Regions from separate parts of the Zea mays genome. Here region 2 is linked to region 1. A link is a contact called in public Hi-C data. All regions are on one chromosome and are shown on one strand. Each heading gives the region's core, a stretch centred on a gene start, on an enhancer-like site or on the middle of the called end of the contact. The rest is flanking DNA. Distances are from core to core; before and after follow the strand shown.

Region 1 (2,776 bases), core at 198-2,697:
AAGTCAAGTAATCATATAGGCCCCACCAAGAAGCCATGCCGATGAAGCAAAGCCTATTGGGGGCTTGGGGCTATCCACCAGCACGCCATGGGGCACAGGAGTGGTGACCTGTCCAACATCATCAACCATGCACTTCCGAACCGCAGAGCTGGGAAGGAGCAGTGCAGACAGAGATGGAATGGCTATGGGGCAGCACAAGAAATGGATGGGATGTAGGAGTTGGCTACAGTGCAAAAATGCATCCCCTCAGTGCGCTTACAGAATATGAACCTCTGCTTCAATCTGGAGAAGCATTTCCCCTAGAAATCCAAAATGAGCTTGATGTTTGGAAAGTGAAGTAGCCTAAAAAACTGCACACGAGTTGTGTCAAACAGGGCCATAGTGTTACATGCAGTGTCATAGCTTGGAGCCAAAGATGGTAGGGGGGTTGCGTGCAGCAGTGATTTTAAAATGAATTAATCACTTCCAATAGGGTATTTTACGAGCATAAATTAGTGGTGTAGCTCAATATACTGCTACGTTTTCTATGGAGTTGCTCAAATGACAGGGGACATGGCCACTGCTATCTCTAAGGAAGCCCATCCATGGTTACACGGTAATGACACTAGAAAATTGCTAAAGTTCACTGAATTAAGGTAACTACTCATGCACTTCGCTTTTGGTACAAGCATTCAGAATGAGGTGTCATCTCAATTATCTTTCACAGAAGAATCGTCGCTAGATAGCTCACTCTTGCTGAGTTTCCCTTGCCCTTTTCACATAATTGTCTCTACGTTTTGGGACGAAATTGCACTTCTGATCGCTCAACAGCCCATTATCACTCATCAATAGGAATGCAAAAGAGGGCGGCGAGATCCAAGTAACTCACCAAGATCCCATACTTGGAACTTGATGTTGTTGTACTGCACCGTCTCAACGTTGAATCCAATTGCTGCAACACACGCGGGGCACCACATCAAATCCAACAACTTCAACCAGCAACAGGAATGACGACTCGGTAAATCAGAACTCACTCGGGATCGTGGAGACGACCTCTCCCATTTGCAGTCTATCTGTGAAACGAACCGAAACAACCCGGAAGGATCAGAATCGGGAACCCCCGCGGAACAGAACCGCGGATCTGCGGGTGACCTGTGGAGATTCGAGGAGGGAGAGGGGACGGAACGGGCGGGTGCGACTTACAGAGTATGGTGGTCTTGCCAGCATTGTCCAGGCCGAGGACGAGGATGCGAGCCTCGCGGTTACCGAAGACCGACGAGAAGAGCCGCGTAAACACGATGCCCATGGCGACGCTCGCGGCCTGGCACCCGCGGCGGCGCTAGGGTTTCGGAGCGCTGGGCACGGGGCCGAGAGAGATCTGTGATTTTGAGGGAAGAATGGAGGTAGATCTGGGGAAGGGAAGTAGAGAAGTGAGCTGGCGCGCGCGAGTACCGAAAGACGAGAACGACGGCTCCGCGACCGGGGCGGGGGCTGGGGAGAAAACCGGAAGGGCGATGGTACTTTGTTTTTGTTTTTTGGTTTTTTACTCTTTTGTTTATCGTTTTTCCTGTATACAAGGTGTTTAGTTTTTATGATAATTTTATACGACACTCTTGTATAGTCAGTTAATATAGATAATTATTATTATGATAATTTATAATTATTTTTTGTGTTCTAACAACAAGTTATTGATTATGTTTGTGACATGTTGGGGCCTTCGATTTCCGAAGGTCCTCAAAAACATGATTTAACAATGTTTCTGTAGTATATTACATGAACAGGTACCTTCGGACTTGGATCCTTTGAACTTGGATCAAAACCATAGTGTGAAGAAGTACAAGGAATATGAAGGATGGCGCAGAGCCGAAGCTATACGCAGGAGAGCTTCGACATGATAGAAGAAAAGGAAACCGGCTTAAAGATGAAAAGGCTATTTAGACCTCGATAGATTGCTATAGAGTTATTAGCAAATGTAATGGACATGGGTGTAATTTTACATGGGCTGCGTCTCGTGCCTATAAATAGATGAACAGTGCTCTCGTACTGTTCACGCTGACTTGACATTTGCTTTTGCGTCACGCTTGTACTTTTACCTTCTTTAAAGTCGAAGGTACATTTATAATTTGATATCATTTCTATTTTACATAGTAATAAAATAGAAATGAGCTGATAATAATACATAAGCGTTTGTGTTATCTTTATATTTCATTTGATTCCTTCTTCATTATTATATGTCATGTTTATGAAGGTATGTCTTTCATAACATTCGTCCTAAAATCATTATATCCCAAGGGAAATAATGCTTCGAAGGACGAAGGACTTTAATGTTTAACATTTTCTGTGTTGCCTTGTTCTTAACTCATAGCATTTAAGAACAAGTCCCCAACATTGGCGCCCACCTCCGGTGAATCCTTTTCAACCACATTCGGCAAGCATTGACATTCGTCATGCCACCGAAGAAAGCTTCAGCGACAGGGGCTGCTGCTCTGCAACCACTGGACCCAAACCAGGAGACCCTTTCTCTTCGAGAGGCCCGAAGCCAGAAGAGGAAGGCCACCAGTCCAACGCCCCAGGAGGATGAGTTAGACCAAGAGATCAGGAATATGGAGATGCTTCATCAGCAAGTGCAAAAGAAGAAGGAAAAAATGGCTCGGCTAGCTGACCTACAAAGGCAGATTAACGAAACTACTGAAGAAGTACGTCATCTTGCTCAAGATGAGCAAAACCGAAGGCCCCAGCATAGAGAGCTGCACCAAGAGGGCTTCTACAACGAGAATGAATGGTATGAAGATTTCCA
Region 2 (2,776 bases), core at 183-2,682, 130 kb after region 1:
AGGTTTTATGTACTTGATACGAGATTAATTAAGAAATAAATTTTAATACCATTTTCATGTTAAAACAGTGTCACTATGTGATAAACAACATTATTACAAAATTATAGGAACTAGAATGGACTAAAAAGGAGTAAAGATGCATTTTCTAGGAATTAATTAAGTTTCTGCAATTAATTTTATATTGAAAATCATTTCCTATATAATTTTCTCTAGTTTTATTAATTACCTGGACAGCGCGTCAAATACCAGAGAAGGTAGGGTTTCAGGCGCAAAATGAACCTAGACACAATCTACACCTCCCCTAGGAGACCGGGTTGATTACTGGATTCTACAGGGCTCTTTTACAAAATCAAACGGCGAAGGGGTATCGACATATCAGGGCCGTTGGATCAATTCTGGATGGCTCCGATTAGATCTAACCCTCGCCAGAACCGGTATGCACTAATAGTCGCTGGATTAAGATCAGACGACCCAGACATTTTGAACCCCGATCCACCACTCGCTACGAGATCAGTGGTTCACACCACCCGGATCCAATCCCCTGATCATCCCCATTGATTAACCGATCAACGGTTCACGGTGCATCCTCCCCAGAGCTAATCCTAGCCAACTGGCGAAAATCTAACGGTCAGTACGCCGCCTAACCAATACTCAACGGCAATGGCCGGAGCTGCACATGACTCCGGCACGGTGGCGCCATGTCCGAACACCCAGGCACACGCCCACGCTGCCGGCACTTCGATTCGACAGGAGCTACACCCAACGGGTTTGGGGCGAGTCCACGGGCGTGGTTCTACTAGAGATTAGGTTCCAAACCCGGCGGTCATACCTAATCTGCGGTAGCCCTATCACCAGTGTTCAGGCGATCCGAAGACCGAGCACTATACTCGCGATTTCTTCGTAAAATTGTGGAGAGGATGGCTAGGCGAACCGATTAGGTAACTACTTACCCGGGGTGGTGTCGAGACGAGCCACAGCCACGGGGCGGTGTGGCCCGCGGCGGATGTGATTCTCCGGTGAGCAATTGGTGAAGTTCCAGGGCTCCCCCAGGCTTGCCGATGCCTCGACTAGGTTGCCCACCATCAAGAGCAACCCCTCGATCTACCGCGGCCACCAGAATATTAGCGCAGACGCGGAACAACAGCGGTGTCGTCGAGTTTCCCTACCTACGCACCTCACGCCAATGGCGTTTCGACCCTGGCAGCTTTATCGGAGGGCTCGGAACAAGAGCACGGCGAGGCTTGGTCTTTATACCCCCAAGACCGATTCCTAACAGCCACGACTAGATTCGCGTGGCTATTCCACGGCGCGCGCGCACGATGGGGAGGAAATCCCGCGCGGGGTTGTTGCGATGGAGGGGGGAAGCTCTGACAAAATGGCCCCACGCGGCAGAGCAACCAGGACGCGGGAGCAGCAGGCTGCGGCTGACATGTGGAGGCCCATTCATCAGTGAGGCTGACCCAAGGGTCTGCCCGCCAGCGACACGGGGTGGAGCGGTTGAGAGCGGAAATGGGCCGGCCGCGAGGGGAGAAACGACCCAGGCGCAGCTTTTTTTTTCTCCTTTTTCTTTTGTTTTTATTCTTTTCTGTTTTCTTTTATTCCTGATTCATTTGAATTTAAATTTTGAATTCAACTTAAGTGTAAATTCAAGTTTATGTTAACTATGCAATTTGATCACACCAACATGTGGTGAAGTTATTTAATTATAACATTATTTTATTTTGCATAATATTTCTCTCCTTCCTTCTCTATTTTCAATTCCTTTCATATTTTGTATTTCTATTTTGAATTATATGTAAACAGGGTTCAAACTTAGATCAAATGTACAATCTCAAATATTGGTATAAACAATTTTATATTTACTTATACATCCATATCCTTTATTTTTGTGTGGTTTTTCCTTCTCTTTTTTTTTCAAATTCTAGGATATCTTTTAGACCTTAAAATTATCTTTGGACTTTAATAAATTTTCTTTTTTACATTACAAAATTCCAATTCCAATCTAGGATATAGTTTAAGAATTCAAACTTAACACACACTCACAATCAATTATGGAGTAATAGATATATATTTATTTTAATTGATTTATTTGTTTGATAAATGTTTGAAATATGAGACACACTCATGGTTCCTTTCTTTTTAGGAAAATGGTATTTTGAGTACGGAACTTGAGTTTAAAGTTACTTCGAAATTAAATATTCATGTAACTAAATACTTATGGTGCATCATTTAGTGAAATGCATAATCATTTAGTTGAATAGAAAGCTTTTCTATTACTCTTCTAAAATAATTCTTGGTTTCCAAAATTTAGTTCTCAATTTTCAACATTCAAGTATAATTTGAGATATCTGAATTTACTATTTTATCTCTTCATATATTTATTTTATTAATAATAATATTTTTATACAGATTTTGGGACTTACACAAAGTAACCAGGTGCGGGCTGCCAGTGATGTCCTTGCTACTGAGGAGGTGGAGGAGGTGGCATTTGCTGAGCTGGATGTGTCTCAGGCTGAGTGGCGAAGTCATTTGTAGAAACTCCCTCATCATCAGGTCAGGGGGTGAGAGACCTAGTGAGAAAACCAATCTCATTATTGATAGGTCTAAATGGAGTGTGAGCAGTCTCACACCGCCCCTCAAATATGGTTTTGGCCCTGATTAGAGCCATAATATATGGAGCGCAGGCCAGGTTTTGATTTTTATCCATCTTTAGATCATTGAACTGCCTCATCATAAATAGAACCACATTCATCACTTTCCCCTTCATTACATGATC

The links. Hi-C and Micro-C count contacts between places; a contact is called where the count stands out from the background.
Region 2: a Hi-C map of leaf shows a contact between it and region 1, with 6 times the contacts expected there. The contact joins the enhancer-like site here to the promoter of LOC100191298 in region 1. A contact is called at or near these places in 2 of 25 Hi-C or Micro-C datasets (endosperm and leaf).

What each region holds. Positions count from the first base shown.
Region 1 is chr4:27,796,897-27,799,672 of Zm-B73-REFERENCE-NAM-5.0, forward strand. It overlaps LOC100191298, which reads right to left and starts at 1,448. Exons shown (of 8, transcript NM_001136732.2): 1 at 1,183-1,448; 2 at 1,014-1,052; 3 at 869-931. The coding sequence starts at 1,285.
Region 2 is chr4:27,930,364-27,933,139 of Zm-B73-REFERENCE-NAM-5.0, forward strand. No RefSeq gene overlaps it. Among protein-coding and RNA genes, the nearest start is that of LOC103652983, 53 kb to the right of the region's middle. Within about 2 kb of position 1,433, at least 18 of the 20 cell types and tissues checked have an H3K27ac peak or open chromatin away from gene starts, as enhancers often do. A contact at or near this core is called in leaf, where this site is marked.